Regions from separate parts of the Oryctolagus cuniculus genome. Here region 1 is linked to region 2. A link is a contact called in public Micro-C data. All regions are on one chromosome and are shown on one strand. Each heading gives the region's core, a stretch centred on a gene start, on an enhancer-like site or on the middle of the called end of the contact. The rest is flanking DNA. Distances are from core to core; before and after follow the strand shown. Region 1 holds the start of TIMM21 (translocase of inner mitochondrial membrane 21). Region 2 holds the start of CNDP2 (carnosine dipeptidase 2).

Region 1 (4,668 bases), core at 1,861-4,360, 290 kb after region 2:
CGGGCACCAGTTGAGTCCTGGCTGCTCCATTTCCTATCCAGCTCCTTGCTAATGTGCCTGCTAAAGCTGTGAAACATGGTCCAAGTACGTGGGTCCCTGGTGCCTACACAGTAGGACTGGATGGAGTCCCAGGCTCCTGGAAATAACAGAATGGCCCTGGACAGAACAACACTGGAGGGAAGGCTCAGCACGCTCAGAGGACGGGCATGCTGGAGTGGACGTGAGTACCAGAGGCCAGAGAACACTGTTTACCAAAGCCGTAAAGAGCCACACAGTCACATCACTCAAGAGTAGGGTCCCCCGACAGTGCTAGGGACAAAGGGAGCGTGTAACGGATCAGTGCACCTACCGCACTGAACGGCCAGGCTACAGCGGCAGTGCCAGACCTACAGAGAGCGGCTGAGATGAACAGTCCATGGGAACATGGTGCTGCCACGTGAAGACTGACGGCAGCTGACAAGGACGATGCTCAGTTGTATAATCATTAGAAATTATTTATGGGTGATTCGGTGGCTGCAGGCAGTCGTTCGATCACTGCCCCAGTTTCTAGACCAGAGTCACTGAGACCTGGAGCCCACTTGCCACGGCCACCTCCCTCTGAGGCACTTGGACAAGTGCATACGATGACTCACCGGTCCTCCACTAAAGGACCTGCAGTCACAATGGCACCCAAGGACCCAGGCCGCAGGGCTCCCCTCTTAGGAGTGTAGGGGGCCACGGCACAGCATCTGGCTTGTAAAGTGTTCACAGCTGAGCTCAGGGACTTGCCCAGTAGTCAGTTCCCTGATTTCCGAATGTGTGACTGGAATGGAGTATTCAGTAACTCGAGTTTCTCTGGAGGCGGGTGAAGAGCTATCACAGTGGGAAAGTCTAACAGAAGCCTCTGAAACTACCACCTCCAACCCAACCAAGACAGCAAATCAAAATGCATCGCTTCTCCGGGGCATGCCAGAGACACTGCGACTCTCGGAGGGCTGTAGTACCCACCGTATTCTCACGTCAATCACCAGTCTTCCACTGACAGAAACCCCAGGAAGAGGCCAGAGAATGACTGTACTTCAGTGGGAACTCAACCCAGCAGTAGCTGCAACCCAGGTGCAAAACCAGATGCTGCGACTTCCCGGGAGCACAGTAACACGGCCTCACGCGCTGGGATCGAGCCGGAGAGCACTGAGAAGGAGCAGACACCAGCGTGTATCTGTGGTCTTGCTTAGGACTGCGAGTTCTCCCATCTCATCATATACAGTCCTGAGGGACTGGAGCCTTCTGAACCTGGGCCGCCACAATCGGCACTGGCCACCCATGGCTGTGAGTAGTTTTAGATGCATTTAAATAAATAAGATAAACTCAGTTCGCTGGAAAATTCAAGTGCCCAGCAGCTGCGTGTGCCTACCAGGCTGGACAACGCAGACAGAACATTCCCATCACTGTAGAGCACGCATCTGGACAACGCTGCTCTGGACAGCTGGCAGAGTATGGACGCCATCGTCTTAGAGTCCAGAAGTAGTAAGGGGCAGTGCACTGGAAGGCTGGGTAAGACGAGGGCCCCAAGAGGGAAAGGCGTGCCTGTGGAGATGCAGCGGCCCCCTCGCCGACCACATCACCCAGCCTTGTAGAGGGCCCTGGTCTGAGATGTGCTAGGGTGTTCCACCCCAAGTAAAGGGGAAATCGCATCCTACCCTTCCCACCACAACACCTGTTAGGCCTCCTTGGATTCTGGAGCCAGCGTCTTCCACATCCGGGAATACTGCTCCCACCGACTGAGTGACGGGAAGTCTGTCACCTCTGAACGGGGTCCATGTCGGGAAAGGACTCCGAAGAGCCCAGCCTGTCATAAAACAGGTGACCGACACACGGGCCGTCTGCCACTCCCACTCCTGTCCGCGTGCAGCTGCGCCTTTCATGCCGAATCGCCATCACGAATGAAAATCAGATTGGTTCTGACCCATTAGTAGAGTACAAGACATCTGGCAGGACCTGAGACTTGGAAACAATTTACTAGGAAATGTATCTGTATCGAAAGGACATACACCTTATCTCTGCATGGTATAGGCAGGGGTCTACACTGCTTTCTTTGCTTCTCTCCCCTCAATTACTTTTGAAACGAAGAAACGAAAACTTAAAATACCTGTGAAACTATTCTGGTTTTCCCTTACAAGTCACATTTCCTCCTGTTTTGTACGTCTCATGACTGCATGTAACATCGCAGGCCAGGGGTGTTGCGGACACCTTTAATTCTGTGGTCTACGGGGGCTAACTCAGGGCCTCGGCACAGCAGCAGTTACTCAACACAAGTGCACGTGGGTCGACCTGCATAGAGTTCTCCCTACTATGAACGGATCAGCTTTCTCTTCTGCTTAGCCAACTACTCTGTTACATGGACCAGGGCTCACTCAAGCCGAGAGAAGCTTCCTAGACACCGTGCGGACGTGACATGTCACATGACGTGACATGCAACGTGACATTCATGACCAGCACCGCGTCCGTGCAGGCCGCCGTGGGCGTCCACCCCAGCTGTCACTGCTGGTTCAACCCGCCAGCCACGTCTGCATCGTCGGCAGCGGCCGCGCTCCCATCACCGCGGGTTCTGTTACCTTTCTGTGAGGCTGAGACGGCCGGGTCCCTTCCCTGAGCTCCGTGCACGGACACCTGCTTGCTGCTGTCCTCCTCGGCCTTCCGGGGGCTCGGGCACCCGGTCCAAAGGGCCTTCTGGCCGGCGCCGAGGCCAGGTTCGGGCCGCGGGGTTCTCCGCGGCTCTTGCCGCCCCCATGTCAAACGGGGCCCGGGCTTCAGGCACGATCTGTGAAGCACCACGTGTGGCGAAAACCAGCGCTTGCCCGAACACCTGTGCAGCTTCTCCGCACACCGCGCAGCCCGGAGCAAGTTACCGATCATGCTCGCCGCAAGCTGTCCCGTCGGGGGCCGATGCCAAGTGCAACCAGCAGAGCCTCACAGTCCGCCACGCAGCCAGCCGGACACGTGCCTAGGCCCGCGTCACGCACAGTGCTGGGAGGCGTCTCCTACGACGGAACATCGCCCCAGAAAAGTTTATGCTCGCTTTCCCTTCTCCTAAAACCTGACCCCCTTCTACGCTGCCATTCACACCGCACCGCGGCGCCTTCGCAAGGTAACCCGGGAAGCTCGAGAGCATCCTGGGAACTGCAGTGCCGAGCCCTGCTCCTAACGCAGCCGCAGGGCGCGGAAGGCGAGAAAAGGACTACAACTCCCACAATGCAAGGCGCTCGGGCGCGTCGGCCTTCTCAAGGCTCCCAGACGCTCTGCGCGGGACGCATGCGCCGCTCGTCCTTCAAGTACAGGAGGGCGGGGCCGCGCTAGTGAGGAATTCCTGCTTCGGTCTCTGCACGGTCCAACCCGAAGTTTAAAAAGAGGAACCTACAACTCGCGTTTTCCTGACTCTTCTAGACAGGACTGAACACTGGGACATCCGTCCGACTGTGGCGTTGCGGGCCCGTACAGGCCGAGGCTGTAGTTCCCGCATCTCCAGAATTCAGTTTTTTCTTAAGAGTTTGCCACACAGTACACAGCAAGTGGAGCTCACGGAGCATGCTCCTGAGGGGCGTCCTCGGCGTCGGAACGTCGGGGGCGTGGGAAAGAGCGGGACGCGGAAGCGCCCAGAACGCCGCACCGGAAGCGGTGGCGCCCCAAGGGGGCGTGTCCGGGGACTGCGCACGCGCCGCCTCTCTACGCTCTGCGCACGCGCCCGGGGCGGGACTCCGGGTCTCCATGGCGACCGGACGCGGTCGGCTCCTGCAGCAGCACTGGCTTGGCCTCCAGGCTCTGTACTGGCCCCTGCGCGGCCGGGGGTCGGCTTGCGAGAACCCTGGGGAGGCCGCGCGGTGCCCAGGGGCTTCGGGGCTTAGGTGACGGTCGGGGGGAACCGCGGGTGGGGGCTCCGCGGCTCGGGAAGCCTTCGAGTGTCCCTGGCCCCGCCCCGCGCTCTCCCACGCGTGTTTTTATTCCCCGGGCTGTTTCACGCGGGACAGCCGCTTTGTCCTGGACTTGCGGGCGCTCCAGGTTGTGGACAAGCAGTGCAGTGTCCGGGGTCAGGTCCTGGTGTCGTGCGTCCCGGGACGCGGTTGGCCCCCGCCCACATCTTGGGACCCCCGCCCCGAAGTCTCGTCTTTTCAGGGCCCTGGGGTTCCGAGGGCGCATCCCGCCTCGTGCACGGGGCAGCCCGTCCGGCCGACGGCAGGCTCGTCCTCTGGTCTGTGTTCCTGGGGTCTCTTGGGCCTGGACTCCCCGGGGTGGGGTAGGGGCCGGGGGCTGGATGCCGCGTCTGCCTCCGGCCTCTTCCCCGAGCTGTTCCCGTCCCCCGCCCCTGCCCAGGGCCGGCGGTGATGGTCTCCCCAGGCTCCCCTACTTGATAGATACAGGAGCGCGGCGCATTCTGCCTTCTGATAGCCAAACGTCGAAGTGTAGACAAGGATTGGTCCTGGCCGAGCTACTCAAGCCCCCACCCCAGTCTCCAGGGCCGGGTTCCGTGGCCTCCAGGCTCAGTGTCCCCAGGAACCGTGTTTGCAGGTCACAACCCTGTTCCTCATCGTTCTTGATGGAAGAGCTGTAACGCCAGGCGTGCCACCAGCCTGTGACAAGGCGGTAACAGTACTAGCAAAAGTTCTATTATGTAGAATTAGGTAGGAGAGAAAG
Region 2 (4,890 bases), core at 1,036-3,535:
GCCTCGGCAGGGCCGGACCAGGTGTGCCCGAGGGCTGGATGCTGCCTATGCTGTCCTGCAGGAACACAAGACGGGAGCGGCCGCTGACCCGCAGCCTGCGGGACACACCTCCTACACTGGTTTTCCATGCCGGACACCTAGCAGCTTCTGCAGCACCTGACAGTACGGGGGAGAAGAAGCCATGTTCTTAAGAATCGAAAGGAATTCGAAGCGAAAACGTAATTCTGGGGCTGAGACGTTCAAAGCCGGCTCAGTCCCTTTCTTCGGCTGACGGTCTGGAGTCCCGTTAGGGGTGAGACTCACGGTGGTGGCAGGTCTGGGCTAGTGACGCAGCAGCGCGGCTGGGACCCCGGGTGCATCGCAGCCACAGCTGCAGGGCCGCCCGCGTGGGTGCCGGGTGAATGCCACGCACGGACACACCGCCGCTAAAGAGCTTTCTGTTCTTTGTGTGGGACCCCAGAGAGAGCTCTAAATGGACAGGTGATTTTCCCCAAGCCTGGCAGCCGCCTGGCAGGCCCAGGAAGCTTCCCCAGCTGCGCGCACAGTCATGAAGTCGTGTGAATTCTGTGTGGGCAGGAGCTCCGACGACTAAGCTCCTAGTGCCCTCTTGCCCCCCTTCGAACGCCAGCAGCAGGGCAGGACATGCCTGCACACCTCCCCGCCCACTCACGTGACTCAGTGGAGGCGCTGGAAAAAGCAGAGTCCACTGCTGATGTTGCAGACATCTTACAGCTGCCAACACGTCACACTCTCATCCATCAGTCAGCAAAAATGTACGCACACACACACGCACACACACACACACACGCTACCTGTTTGCATGAAACGCACACATGCAAGCGACCTGTTTGCAGGATGAAACGCTGCTGTTGGGGCTTCTCACTTGGGTTTGTAAAGTACCACAAATCCCACATCCATGAGACACATTCTTACTACCAGTAAGTTCTCTGTAGTCAAATTAACCCACGGCCTTGCAGCTGAAGGCACTCAACGATACAATGATCCAAAGTGCAAGTGCGCTTTCTACCGCAGGAGACAGAACAAAGGCCGGCCTGTTCCGCTACCCAGGCAGCCGCCGGGCGGGCGGGGGAAGAGGCAGCCGCTCCTCCCAACGCTGACTCCAGCCACTGGGCCCGGGTCCTCCCAACGCTGACTCCAGCCACTGGGCCCGGGGTCAGGCAGCCCGCTCTCCGTGTTTCACCCCCGACCCCAGCACCAAAGTCAGATGGACCCACTGTCCTCTTCCCTGGTGGAGCTGACAGCAAAATGCTGGGCTGCAAAGAAGCAAATCTTAGCCCACGCCTCCCTCTTTAAAGCTCCCGGGTTCTCTCAGCGCTGGGAATCCCAATGCTGTTCCTCATCAGCTCAAGGTATACAGTAGATAACGAATCACGGCTTCAGTCTATGTAAAAGCCACCAGAACGCGGGTGGGGCTTCCCACCTGTCTTCCTAGAAATCCACCCCAAACATACTGTGAACCGATCTGTCCTCTCCCCTCCTCCCACACAGGCCCCAGGCAGGTCCCGTGCACCAGGACGGCTCTCCAGAAACCAACCTGGGCAGCGAGCGCAGGCTGGGGGCCCTGGCTGCGAGGCCCAGGGACTCCAGGACGACAGCGCAGGCGGACCGAGTGCCGTCGCCCATTTCACAGATACAGAGACTGAGGCCGATGCAATGCGAGACCTGCCCGCATCAGCAAGCCGGCCAGGGATCCGGGTCTCCCCTCAGGGGCTCCAGCCTCCGGGCCTACACGCTGGTGCAGGGGGCACTCCTGGGTGCAGGGAGCCTGGAGTTGTCGGCAGGCCCGCCCTGCAGGCTCCCCGCAACCCCACCTCGCCTCGGGGCGCCCCGCTCCAGACCCCGCCCCCAGGAGTCGCGCAGGCCTGAACCCGGGGCTGTCCAGGTCATCGCGACGACCCGGGGGACCGAGACGGAGGTAGGGGTCCCTGCCGAGGGGCCGCCTCGCCCCAGGGACTTCCGGGGCGGCCCCCTGCCCCAGGAACAGCGCGGCCTCCACAGTTCCGGCCTGCCGAGGCCGACAGCAGGCCGGCCGCACAGGAACGAGGCGCGAGCCCGTCGCCTGGCCGGGGCCCTCGCAGCCCGGCCCGCTCCCCGACTCGGGCCGCCCACCGGGACAAAGAGGCAGCGGGAAGGCTCCGCGAAGAAGGTCCGCTTACCGGCGGCAGGCGCGGCGCGGCTTCCGTACCACGTGTCCCCGGCCACGCCCCTGGGCCCGCCCCGCCCACCGACGCCCCGCCTCGCCTGGAGGGCCGACGTCACCCTCCCGTCCACCAATCCCCGGTTTCGCCGTGAGGACCGACGTCGCCCCGCCCCTCCGCGTCGAGAGGCACAGGGAGGGACGTGCGTGCGTGCGTGCGTGCGTGAGGAGGCGTGTGGCCGCGGGTGTACCCGTCCGGCGAGGTCCGGCGAGGTCCGGCGAGGTCCGGCGAGGTCCGGCGAGGTCCGGCGAGGTCCGGCGAGGTCCGGCGAGGTCCGGCGAGGTCCGGCTCGTGGCGTGGGGTGTGCGATCCTGGGCCCACCCTGGGGGCGGTCGCTGTCGCTCCGCGGCCCGCTGACGTGGCGCTGCCCCGCGTGATGACTTGTTTTTTAATACAAGTTTGCTGGTTCCAAGCCGGTGCGATCCCAGGCCTGAGGGTCAAGGTGGCGCCGGGGAGCTGCCCAGCCCCCTCCAGGGCCTGGGTCCGAGGCCGTCGGATTCCCCGGGGGGCTCAGGGTTTCTCGCTGGTGCTTGTGAGCCCAGCCCGGAGGAGGTGGGCGTTGCGGAGTGACCTCGCTCTGCTCGTCTCTGCCTCTCCAAGCGGTCGTTCTTTGCATTTGAGTGTATTACACATTCGGGTAAAGAACTCTTAGATGTTAGGAGGCAAAGTTTATTGGCGATACAACCTTCCATGCTATCAACTGGGCTTTGAACAAAGTGGTTCAGGTATCCATATGTGAAAGGCTTGCTGGAGTGAGACAGGGTTCGGTGAGAACCACAGCAGAAGGAAGTGATGTAGCGTAGAATCCATAGCCCGCTACAGTTTATCAAAATGCGATGGGTACGTGGTGGGGATGAAACGAGCAAGGGTTGTGTTGACAAGAGCCGGGAGGAGGCTTGGGCCCAAGTGAGACGAATGCGTTAACAATATTTCATCGTGGTTTGCAAGAATTAGTGAAGAGGCTTCTCCTGTGAATCTGAGTAAATATTAAGAAAATAATAAATTCACCCTTAAGGTAGAACCCTTTTACTTGAAAAATGTTGGTGGAAGGTAGAACATTCTAGAGCCTGGTTCTGGAAATGCAAAATGTGCCCTGTGTCCTTGACTGGGGCGGGGGGTGTCATCCAAGAATACAGTGTGGCACTTGGGGTTGTCCCTTTGTAACAGGCTAGGCCTTGAAAGGGCTGCTCACCATACACAGCTTAGAACAGCGCCTGGCCCAGAGAAGGTGCAGTTACCTGCTGGTCACAGTGGGCAGGATTCGTAAGCAGAGAGGCCTGGTGGGAACACAGGCCGGCTCCCCGCTCTGCCGCGCCCAGGCCTGGCCGCTCTAGGGCAGGGCTCCTGTGGATCTGGCCGTTGGGAATCCATGTCCTGGTGGCTCTCTGGGCGCCCTTTAGAAAGTCGTTTTTCAAGCTGAAGACCCCGGCCTCAGCAGTGCCTTGGTTAAGTAAGTGAGCTAGCATTCGAGCCCCAGTGTGTGCAGCCCTGAACCTCCAGCAGGTGGCCCTGCACACCCACCTCTCCTCTGCGGACACGCCTTCAGCATCGGGAGCTGGGTGTCTCTGCTTCTCTGCGGGAGCTGCGGAGCACGGGCGTTGAGAAGAACAGGTAAATGCATAGGTGAGCAGGGGCTGGGAACCCGGGAAACAGGTAAATGCATAGGTGAGCAGGGGCTGGGAACCCGGGAAACGCAGTGGCCTGGCCTCCGGACTCCTTCAGACGTTAACGTTGCTGAGGGTGAAGACCTGAGCCAGTGAGATGAGAGTGATTAGATTGGATCAGTTGGTTTGTGATGAAATCCTGATGGCTTTGCGATGAGACACACGGACAGACACAGCACAGACAGACACAGCACAGTTACAGACACGGACACAGACAGACACAGACACGGGCACATTCCCGTGATGCTTGGCACCAGTAAGAACACCATTACCGGAGGCCACACCAATTGAGTCTGGCCCAGTCTTGGACTATGAACCTCCAGAACCATAAGCCAAAATAAACCTGCTCTCCTCGTAAAGTCCATCGGCTCAGGTATTTCATTGTGGTAACAAAAAGCTGACTAAAATGAGAAAAAAATGCTGTGACCTTATTCTGAGAACTTGAGGACTGTAGAAGTTACTGTTGATTGTACATCTGCCCACAGGATGTTAGATCGTGTTTCCAGTTGCTGCAGCTTGAGACAGAGCCTGCAGGATCAGTGAATTCCATTAAACCACGCTTCACACACACACAGTGGGAGCACCCAGCACTCTTAAGGGCAGAGGGCCCTGGCACAGAGGCCGCTCGGGAGAGCACACTGTGTCTCAGAGCCCAGGTACGGGGGAGAATGTGGTAACTTCTGCAGGGAATCAGCGCCCAGCAGGGTGGCATGAGGAAGGAGGCCGAGCAGGAGGGGCCGTGGAGGAGCTGGAGCCGCAGGTCCATTCTGTGCCAGTCCACAGTAGTCGGTTGGGTATCCCCGGCCCTGGGTTCATCCCTGGTGCGTTGGCTGATCTGAGTCTGCAGCCCCACATGCCTGTGTTTTGTGACCTGCAGGACCTCACTGGCACCAGTATGTCCAAAGCCACACTCACGGCTTTGCTCACTCCTGTTGCTCCCATGGTGGACAGAATCCTGATTTCTGCACCCGCCCTTGAGCGTGTGAGTGGTGAGGGGCCGACCTACT

Evidence for each region. A called contact is a pair of places that touch in the nucleus more often than the background predicts.
Region 1: a contact with region 2 is called in a Micro-C map of ear pinna, with 4 times the contacts expected there. The contact joins the promoter of TIMM21 here to the promoter of CNDP2 in region 2. A contact is called at or near these places in 2 of 6 Hi-C or Micro-C datasets (ear pinna and an unstated tissue).

What each region holds. Positions count from the first base shown.
Region 1 is chr10:4,572,565-4,577,232 of mOryCun1.1, forward strand. TIMM21 (translocase of inner mitochondrial membrane 21) reads right to left here and starts at 3,111. Exons shown (of 6, transcript XM_002713650.5): 1 at 2,595-3,111. The coding sequence starts at 2,895. It overlaps FBXO15 (F-box protein 15), which reads left to right and starts at 3,565. Exons shown (of 11, transcript XR_007921407.2): 1 at 3,565-3,881.
Region 2 is chr10:4,283,116-4,288,005 of mOryCun1.1, forward strand. It overlaps CNDP2 (carnosine dipeptidase 2), which reads right to left and starts at 2,286. Exons shown (of 12, transcript XM_008261467.4): 1 at 2,178-2,286.